Regions from separate parts of the Mus musculus genome. Here regions 2 and 3 are each linked to region 1. A link is a contact called in public Hi-C and Micro-C data. All regions are on one chromosome and are shown on one strand. The core of a region is the stretch at or near the end of the contact, and the rest is flanking DNA. Distances in the headings are between cores, read along the strand shown. Region 1 has its middle 6.2 kb from the start of Gm25609. Region 2 has its middle 120 kb from the start of Gm25609. Region 3 has its middle 110 kb from the start of Nr5a2.

Evidence for each region. Hi-C and Micro-C count contacts between places; a contact is called where the count stands out from the background.
Region 2: a contact with region 1 is called in a Hi-C map of neural progenitor cells, with 5 times the contacts expected there. The contact joins two enhancer-like sites. A contact is called at or near these places in 4 of 484 Hi-C or Micro-C datasets (cortical neurons, granulosa cells, nephron progenitors and 1 more).
Region 3: a contact with region 1 is called in a Micro-C map of granulosa cells, with 2.6 times the contacts expected there. The contact joins two enhancer-like sites. A contact is called at or near these places in 4 of 484 Hi-C or Micro-C datasets (cortical neurons, granulosa cells and nephron progenitors).

What each region holds. Positions count from the first base shown.
Region 1 is chr1:137,220,025-137,223,726 of GRCm38.p6, forward strand. No RefSeq gene overlaps it. Among named protein-coding and RNA genes, the nearest start is that of Gm25609, 6.2 kb to the left of the region's middle. Within about 2 kb of position 1,262, at least 19 of the 459 cell types and tissues checked have an H3K27ac peak or open chromatin away from gene starts, as enhancers often do. A contact at or near this core is called in cortical neurons, granulosa cells and neural progenitor cells, where this site is marked.
Region 2 is chr1:137,090,309-137,093,719 of GRCm38.p6, forward strand. No RefSeq gene overlaps it. Among named protein-coding and RNA genes, the nearest start is that of Gm25609, 120 kb to the right of the region's middle. Within about 2 kb of position 1,678, at least 16 of the 459 cell types and tissues checked have an H3K27ac peak or open chromatin away from gene starts, as enhancers often do. A contact at or near this core is called in neural progenitor cells, where this site is marked.
Region 3 is chr1:137,073,672-137,076,910 of GRCm38.p6, forward strand. No RefSeq gene overlaps it. Among named protein-coding and RNA genes, the nearest start is that of Nr5a2, 110 kb to the left of the region's middle. Within about 2 kb of position 1,255, at least 46 of the 459 cell types and tissues checked have an H3K27ac peak or open chromatin away from gene starts, as enhancers often do. A contact at or near this core is called in cortical neurons and granulosa cells, where this site is marked.

The DNA of each region.
Region 1 (3,702 bases), core at 12-2,511:
CCCTCATCTAAAACATACAAACAAACGAACAAACGAACAAACGAACAAACAAACAGCAACACCCTAGACAACACTGGGTCATCTTTCCTCAAAGATCAGGAAGGTGCTCTTATTCCAGAGATCAAGGTTCAAGCCAACCAGACACCTCCTTTCTATGTTGGTGGCCTTTGTTGATACTGTCCCCAAACTTTGGTTTTAATCCTCTTGAGTCTTGTTTATCCCAATAGAGCAGTTGTTAAATGCAACTGCTCATTTTCACATGCCCCAGAACTACAATTCTCAAAATACTGTCCAGGGAGCCAGGGTCAACAGTATCAGGGAACGCACATTCTCAAGGGGCCCCTGCACCCTGCTGAAGCCCATGCGCAGTAGCCTCCCCACCATCGGGTCTTCCAACCCCTTTGTGCTGATAGCCACAGACCGGGCTCGTGTCTTTGTCCACTGTATCTAATCATGATTTGTGGCCATTCACTAACTTAAATGACAGCGTGGGAAGGAGAGACATTTACATTAATTAAATATTGTCCTCATTTAATCTATTGAGTTGTGACTGAGGGAGCTCACACAGAGGTCAAGAGTAGTGACAGGAAAGCTTGCTGCCACCCCAGTACCCCAGGAACAGGAGGGGTGGGGGCGGCAACGGTGGCGGGGGTGGGGGTGGGGGTGGGGGCTAGTACCAGGGTGGGTCAGTAGGAAAGGGCAGATCCAGAAAAGCCATGGCTAGTGTCTTTAATGGGGTTTCTCTGGGAACAGTGAGGCAGGAGAGGGAAAGAGCTTAGGTCAGGCTAAGCATGAGCATCTTGGATGGGTTCTGGGCCATAGGGTAGCCTTTGTTAGCCCTAAAAGATGGCTAGGTCTAGGAGGTACAGCTTGTCTCTCATCAACAACTTTTAAAGATGTTAAAAAAAAAATAGATGGAAAAGAAAAACGAACACGGTCAATACAAGTGTGTGCCAGGTATTGTGCTAGAGATAACGGCAGCCCTATAGGGTTGGTATCATCTTAACATTGTATAAATAACGAAGGTGAAGTCAGCGAAGGTGAGTGAGTGGTCCAACCTCACACAGGGCAGAGTTTAGGACCAGCTTGACTTTGGAAGTCCTTTCAGACTTCGGAAGGTAAAAAAATCAGTGCTTGGGGTTTCCTCTAGGAGCCAAAGGTGATAGTCAAGGAGCGGCAGACAGGAAGTGACGTGATAGGGGAGCTTAGTTCTCCAGCTTGTTAGCAGCCAAGGAACTATGGGTCAGGAGGGGGCACCTCTTAGAGAGCCACAGCTGCCAGGCATTCTGCCTCGCTTGCCAGTCGGGGAGGCTTGGGTGTCCATCGCTACATTTCTCACAGCCAAGTTTAAAACAATTTCAAGGAAGCAAAGTATTCAATTAGAGATGGTTGAGGAAACCAGGCACGTATCATCTGTGTCGGCAGGAAAAAAAAAAAAAAAAAAAAAGAAAATATTTAGCTTTTGCAAGCTGTGAGCACTTAACGCCCCGCAGGATGGTATTGCCTCACGGAAGCGCAAAAGAATCCACTGAATACCTCAGAGAGATTAATTTCCCTAGGAAGAAAAATAAAACAAAGGAAGAGCCTCAGATCACATTTAAATATTTCCTTGCCAAGGCTTGGGGGAATTCTAGCGTTCCTCCCTCGCAGAGGAAAGCTTTTGTGCCTGGGAAAAGGGCAATGGGGACCCGGGGTGCCTGGGAGGATGGAGGCGAGGGAGGGCTGGCCTCTAGAGGAAGGGGCGTTTCAATAGCAGCACAGGTGCAACTGTTTGGAGTGAGTGATGGCTTTACAAATGACCCTGGCACAGAGCAGAGGAAACCCAAGGAGAAGATGAATTGAATTACAGCTCCAGCGTGGATACATTTGATTTTTGCCGCGGCGTCTAATGGATTGTGGGGCTGGCTGACCAGCTGGGGGAAGGTCAGAAGACCGAGGAAATGGGAGGGGCTAGTGATGAGCAGTTTTCTGGACCAACCGACCCGGGATAAGCTTTAGGTTGTGGGTTTTGGGACGGAGTGTTTGGAGTAGGAACGACCTCTGGTCGTAATCTCCTTTATCTGTGAACACTAATTGTGTTTCACGCTAAGACACTGCCAATCTCTGAGTTCACTTGAACACAAGGGAAGGCAAGATGGGCTAAGGGGTAACATATTCACCTTATTTTCTAAGACACATTCACATTGCTAAAGAGAATTAATAGTTTTTCACTTCAACTGAAAACATGATTTGTTTTTAGAAAAATTGACATCATATACTTTTTCTATGGCACTCCCCACTGCTGTGATATTTTCCTTATGCATATTTTATCATGCATACAAAATTTTCTAATATTGTCAATATGACTTCATATTTCCTTAGAATGTTAATCAAATCAATTGAGGAGTGTGATCACCTCACTACTCAGATACTTAATTAATTTCTTAAAAACATGAATTTATCTTTAGATAATTAAAAGTTTTAGTCATCCAGTTGCTCGGTTTTTATTTAGTTACTTTCTCATTTCCCCTCTTTTAATTCTGTCCGTGTAAAGTCTGCGCCCTTGTCTGCCTCTGCGTTTTGAATTACGTATTGTAATATTTTTCCCAATGTCCTTTCAGATAACCAGGAAGGAAGCAACCCCATATATCTCCAGATCTAGACAACATGGTTTTGATTCAGAAAATGCATAGTACGTCTCAAAAGTAGACAAGGCACTGCAGATTATAGAAATTACAGTGAGAAGAAATATGAGTAGTTTCTAAATTATCCTGAATTTCTGAGTGAGTGAGACAGACTTGTATTCCCATCCAGGCTGGCTGACTTCTTGTGGCCAGAGGACCCAGTGTGGCACCTGTCCAGAGTCACCGATTCCTTATCTGTAAAACAGAAACCATCCAGATGGGTTGTAGGGTTGCAGTGAGAACTGACTGAAATGTCTGCTCAATGCGGGGCTTCTTCTTGGCTGTTCTAGGCTTCCCACCCGTCCTGTTTTAACACTATGTTGACCAAAACTGTGGTACCCCAGAGGACCACTCTGCGAGGGTCTGTAGTCTGGAGTTCAGTCTAGCTGGGAATCCGAGTTGTGTTACTTTACTCAGCTCATTTGCCTGAGTCCACGTGCCTCCAGGGATCACACTGGTGTAGACGGGCTCTTCCCATCCATGCTGACCTCCATCTGGGCCACCGGTAACGTAGTGTGCTATCATCTGATTGGCCAGACCCACCGGAAGCCTGCTGCTCGGCACTCTAAGGTCTCAGTGTTTCACTGTGACTTCCACGAGGACGTGGACTACCACAGAGAGACCTGTATCTGCTGTCTACTGTGAGCTGATAAGAAAACACTTGAGAGCCACTTTAAAGGCACCAAGTACTTAACAAACGCTCATTAAGTCTGTGCCTTCCCTGGATACTACAATTACCTTGTGTGGTGGGTTTTTTTTTTTTTTTTTTTCTTCTTCCTTTTTCATTACGTCTTACCACAGGCCTTTGAAATAAAGAGCTAATTGCTTGGCTTAATAAACTTCTCCCTCTGACAGTCTATTAACTATTTTGCCCTTTATAAATATCACCTTTGAGGTCTTCCTGATTTTTCTCCTTAAGGTTTTCCCTGCGGAGCCCAGCACCAACTGTCCAGAGGTAGGAGAGTCTGGCTTTTCTTTCAGTACTCTGTTGTTTATTTATTTTTATTTTTCAATTAGCAACACACTTTGCCAAGGCCTT
Region 2 (3,411 bases), core at 428-2,927, 130 kb before region 1:
GCAGTTCACACTCTTAATTATTACTGAGCCATCTCTCCAGCTCTGTCTGCACATTTTTCACCCAGTTTCTCTAAATGGAAACATTTTGCAAAACTCTAGTAAAAATTTACAACCAAGACCCTGACATTTATAGATTCAAGACACTATTTCCGCCTCTACAAGCCTCCTTCCTCCTCTGTCTTTGTGTAGCCAGACTTACTGCCATTCATTTTTACCCCTCTGAAATTTCTAGCAACCGTTAATTATTTTCTCCATTTCTGTAATTTTATCTTTTCAAAAACGGTCATATAAATGTAACTGCACAGCATGTATGTAACCTATTGGAGTTAGGTTTCCTGTTGATAATAGTTTTGTTGTTGTTGTTGTTGATTACGATCCCTCCAGGTTTGTGTCCCCAGTTTGTTCCCTTTGATTCCTGACTGGTGTCCTGAGGTGGACTACAGGTCATATGATTGTTCTCCTCATTAGGGAATCTGTTTTCCTACTTTGTTTTTGTTGTCATAAATAAACTGCTAGATGCCTTTGCATATAAATAGCACATAAATAGAGATGTAGATAGCTAAGTGTGTAGTTCCTGGGTCACTTTGCAGTTTCATGGTTAGTTGTCTAAGAAACCAGCAAGGTGTCTTTCAGAGTGTGTTCATTCAGCAGCTTCCACCAGCATGGAGGAGGCACAGAAGTGTCATGTTTCTAGCATTTCATGGTGACAGGATCTTTATTTTGGGCATTTGTTTTCTCTTTTTTTTTTTTTTTTTTTTTTTTTTGGGGAGGGGGCAGGGATGTGTGGGCAGGATCTCATTGTATAGTTTTGTCTTGCCTGGAACTTGCTAGGTAGATCAGGCTAGCCTTAAACTCACAGCAGTTCTCCTTGCAGCTGCCTTCTGGATACTGAGATACTTAGTAGCATGTGCTACTAGACCTAGCAACATACCTGCCCTGTGTGTGTGCATGTGCATGCGTGTGTGCGTGTGCATGTGTGCATGTGTGCATGTGTGCGTGTGCGTGTGCGTGTGTGTGTGTGTGTGCATGTGGAGGTTAGATGCTGAGGTTAGATAGCTTCTTTTGTTGCTCTCTACCTGGATACAGGACTCTTGTTGAACCCAGAGCTGACCAGTTGACTAGATTGCCTGGGCAGCAACTTCTGGGTATCTGTATCTCTGCTTCTCACCTCTTCCCTGGATTAGAGATGCATGTCATCATGCTCAGATTTTACATGAACTCTGAGGATTTGAGAACCTCATGCTTGCTTGGCAGGCACTGTTCCAACCAAGCCATCTCCTCGCCCCAAATATTTCATCCTTTGGAGGGAGAAAAAAATGGTATTTTAAATCCAAACATTCACGTGTCTATTGATAATATATAGATATACTGGTTTTTTTTTTTTAAGTTAAAAATTACCTTAATTTGGTTCCTGTGAGAGGTCTGCATGTGTTTAGGCTTAGGGTGGATGCCAACTGACATCTTTAAGGAGCCAAATCTCTCCTTCCAGTGTGTGAGTGTGAAGGGGCAGCAAGCGTCCTTCCCCTGCTGAGCCATCTCGCTTGCCCACCGTCAAATTGTATACTCATTGTCTATCTGGAAACCTTGCGGAACTCGGTTTGGTTGTAGGACTTTTCTCCTAGACTCCCTGAAGCTTTCTGTGTGGAAATCACGTTGCTTAGCAACAGGGATGCTGATGCCTATCCTCTTGCCTGTCATTTGTTTCTTTTTCTAGCTGTCCCACAGGAGTGAGTGCTAGGGTGACTCAGCGTTGTGGCCGCAGGTTTTCTCCTTTTGTCCTCTTCAATATGGAAGTCTCCAAAATGGACGTTTTAGTCTGAAGACTTTTTAAATTTTATTTACAACTTCTCCTAGATGCCCAGGAAATAATAGTTTCAAACATTAGAACTTTCCCCTGTGATCCCTCACTCTCTTTTACACAAGAACAAGAACATTTGAAATGAAATAAAAGTTCCAGAATAACTTGTAATATTTTTACTATAGTATTTTAGGTTGTCTCTGTATTCTTAACATAACCCTCATTAATTATTAGTTAATTCTGCGAGGGAGGAGGGCATTATAAGTAATGACATGGATTTTTGCCTGCCAGGTAATGCTTAAGAGTATTTTGCATCTAAACATTATTGAAGTTGCTCACAAGGGACGGATAACTTAATATTGACACAACCTTAAATAAATTGAAAAGGCATAAATCAGAGTAATGAGATTCAAAAAGCTGTTAATATTAATGGAGAAACCTTTGGGGAAGTATAGAACAAAATCAAAGAATCTAGGAGCCCTAGATGAAAACGATGAGACCAGTTAATGATTAAAAAATTAGTTTTTTCAACTTTTTAAAGCCACACTATTCTAAGTTCTTAGAAACAGAACATATCTGTGCAACTGATCTTTGGAAAAATGGAATGGGGACTTTTTAGAGAAAAGTGTCAAAGTTTGCCAAGAATAAAGTGTAGTTATTCTGGTTTTGCATATAAAGAATTAGATACTGTTATACTTAATTTTTGAAATAAGAACCTGAGATTTTCCTCCAAATAATTAGTAATAAGCAGTATATGTATATCATGGGTGCACAAATAATTAGTAATAAGTAGTATATGTATATCATGGGTGCACAAATATGTTTGTGAGTGTCTATATAAATGTACACATGTGTTATATGTATACATGTATGTAATTGAGAATTCTTAGTATTTATTATTATCAAACTTTACATATACTGTGAAAGGACATAATTTGTGTATATTAGGAGTTGTGACTTTAAAATTAAAGAAAAGAAATAAAGCTAGAGAAAAACAAAGACATGCAAGAAAAAACAAGACATGCAAGAAAAATGATTTTGTAAGACATATTGACAAAAGACCTTGAATGATGTTGTGGGATAATCTTCTTTGGAGAGTTGAAGCTATAGTATACTTGTTGGGTATAGAACTATGTTTTCTTGAGTCTGAACAACAACAATAAAAAAAACCCCCCAAAATTCAGCTGCTATTTTTGTTAAGTTCTGTTACTATCAATGTTTTCAAAGTATTAAGAGTACAATTCAGTTGTATGACTTTTGCATGCGTAGTCCTGGATCCAGTCACTGCAACACACACACATACATACACACATACACACATACTCTCACACACATTGCATATACACATGTGCTTGTGAAGAAAAAATAGATTCAATTGAACTAATGGGGATTTTGAAGAGCAATCTTTTTTTTCCATTTTTATTAGGTATTTAGCTCATTTACATTTCCAATGCTATACCCAAAGTCCCCCATACCCACCCACCCCCCACTCCCCTACCCACCTACTCCCCCTTTTTGGCCCTGGTGTTCCCCTGTACTGGGGCATATAAAGTTTGCAAGTCCAATGGGCCTCTCTTTGCAGTGATGGCCGACTAGGCCATCTTTTGATACAT
Region 3 (3,239 bases), core at 5-2,504, 150 kb before region 1:
GCCCTGGGTTCAATCCTCAGCACCAGCACAAAAGCAACCAAGCCCCGAACCAAATCAACTCAAGGAAAGATGGTGGTAGAGATAAACCAGCACTGCTTCTCATCGTTTCCGCATTTTCTTATGCACCTCTTAGGTTTTTGAGACTCTCTACCCGATGGGTACCAGATTTCTTCCAACTAGAACATTCTGGAGGTGGAATTCCACCTCGGGTACAACCAAAGCCAACTTTCTAAGAAGTAGCTCTTCTCTTCTCCTGGGAGGGAGCAAGTTTCCCTAGGCAGACTGCCTAGTGGTGCCTTGGGAAGGTAAGGTCCTCTGCCCTCACAGCTTGCTCTCTGTGAGGGGGATGGGAACGTGTCTCCTTCCTAGCCCTGAGAGTGGGCCACAGAAGTATGGTCTCTGGGAAACCGCCGCCCACTCGATGGTCTGTGATGTGTTGAAAGCAGCTTGTTGGGGGAGATCAGGGGGGAGATTAGTGGTGGAGGGAAGGAAGCCGGCTCTTGAATTTCTATGTCGTCAAAAGCAGCTATAGGGCTGACAATCTTGGGCAGCAGGAAATGGAACATTATTTCTGAAGAGAGCTTCCTGTCTCCAAAAGTCAAACTTTATCCACTCTGCACACTTCCCTCTGGAGCTGGGGGGCTTCCTAGGAATGAAACACCCTTGTGTAGTGTCGCATGTCCCTCTTTGCTCAGGGGTCTGAGACAGGAACCATTTCTCAGGAAGCTCTCTGGGAGAAGGCACAGGGCAGGACAGGAGGTTATCTTTCTGGGAATGGAATGTTCTTTTCTCATCATTTTCCTGATCTGTCCTTAAGCTAATTGACTGCTCATTTTTATTGGGTACTGACTTTCAGGTTTGAACCAAGTCTCCCAAAGTCCACAGACATTACACCAACTCAACCATCTGCAAACCTTTTTTGAGGTAAGTGGGTTGTAAGGGCAAAGTATAAGGAAAGATAGGAGTTCAGAATGTATTAAAATTAACCCTATGAAAAGATATTAAACATTACAAATATGTGTATGTTACTACAAAATATGCTTTTAAGAAAAAGGAACAAGGAGTCTTGTATACTTTTTCCAAGAATTTTATTAGCCTATTCCTATTCTCCTTTTCCCCCCTTTGTTTTAAACCATTTCCCCTTCATCTTTCATAGAGACAGATGGTTTCAGCTATGTTCAGTAGCTTCTAGCCTCTGCGTTGCTATGCAACAGAACGCATCCTATCTGCGTCCTTTCTCTGTCGTATCCAGTTTCCGTTGACAACTCAAAATAACTAGCCGAGTGCTTCGGCATTCTACTTCCTCCTTGCTACTGAGTTGAATACCTATCAAGTATCTTCCGGGGCTTCCTATCTCTTCCTGTTACAGCCTTGAAAAAAAAGTGTTTGCCCCAAATTGATTCTCCTCATCGCTTCCTATTTACATCAGCCCACTCAGCTAAGGCAGGCAAAACATATCAGAATGAGTCAGGCAGCTGTTGGCCCATGGGGAGGGGGGATGTGTCAGTCAGTTGTGTGATATTTGAAACCAAGATTTTGTTGTGTGTTTTTTTCCTTTTTCTTCTTTCCTTTTTTTCTTTCTTTCTTTTTTTAAATGTCAGATGTATAGTTCTTTGTATTCCTTTTTATCAGGATGCTACTCCCTAGCAGATACTAGAGTGTAAAAAGGAAAATATAAAGGACTCTTCTCTGGGCTTAAGGAAGGGCAATACACTTCTTCCACAATGAGAAGACAACAGAGGTCATGAGAGTGTTCTGCTTTTGAGTCTAGGGAGTGGAGAACAAATGGGAAATTTTCCTCCAGATGGGAACAAAAGCATGCCTTTAAGACCGTAGGTCATTCTGGGCTTTTTATCTCTATTTGTTTACCATGAGATGATTAGACCCATGTATAGATTCTTCTAAACCTCATTTCATGCCTCTTTAATTCACACCATTTTTCTTAGCTCTAGAAGTCACAAATCTCAAATAATTAGAGCAAACTCCCAACTAAGTAATCAGTGGGTGTTCAATGGGCAAGTGCTTGCATTCCCGTTACAGCCACGGAGGAAAGTCACGTCTATCAAGCCTTACTCTGCAGTGATTCTACACTTCACTTTCTCAAGCAGAGTCTAGTGTCAAGTGGCAAACATAGATGCGCTTGAAAGTTCAGAGAACACGTGATTCACGTCAAAACTCTCAAATCTTGAAAAAACCAAAGACGCTGCCATATTGTATATTTGGAATGAAGCAGACACAAACTCAGTTATGATGCTGTGGGGGTTCTTTCATGTTCTGTTTCAGTGCCCTTCAGTGGAAGCGAATTGTGTGGGTTGCTCCCTTCGGGTGTGCCCACTGACACACTTTCCTAGGACTTATTTTGGCATCAAGTATTCTACTTGGAGTTGTAAATTCCTGACACACTGGCTGTGGTGTGGGCACCTTATGCTCATTGATAACGTTGTTGTTTCTGCTGATTTTTCCTTGGCCTCTTCTTGCCTATAGAAGGTTCTAAGGGCATCTGTGATGCTCATCAGAACAGAAGATCACTGTGGCCAGGCTGTGTATTACATGGCTTACCTGGAGGTCAGAACTCTGAGCTGCTGCTCAAGATGACAAAGGAGCCAAGTCATATAGTAAGCTCAAGTTCTGTAGCACCGTGCTCTTTTAAAGGTCCTGAGGGCTCTTATTACCAACAGGATCTTAATATTGCTGTGCCACCACTTATGGTCTTCCAGTGTACTGATCATTTTATGTAGGAACCAGGATAAAGTGAGAAAACAACCTGTACAAAGCAAGCACCGACAGCTTGAACGCAGTGGTCACTAGGCTTCGGATGAAGCCACCCCGCTGCTTTCCTCTTTGACTACCTATGACTGTCTCTGTTTGATGTTGAGGTTCTTATATCTCTTACTAGGCAGAAGTCATGTTCTTTGGTAACATAAGAAAGACTGGAGAGGAGCTTGGGATGTGTTGGTTGTGTTAGGAAATATTCCTTCCTAGCCACAATTTTGTGGTTCAATTTTCCAGTCAGCTATGAATATTAAAAAAGGAAAATTCCAGAGATATGCAACTCATATTTTAAAACTGTGTGGTGTAAGTCTAATGTGGTGAGATCCCTTGCTGTCCTCTGTCCAGCATAGTGTAGGAAGAGCACATGAATCTTCCCTTGATCCATATGTCCATGCCATAACCACCAACCTACTGCTTATCTAGTACCATCTACACTGTCAGACCTATTGTCATGGTTCAACATGTGC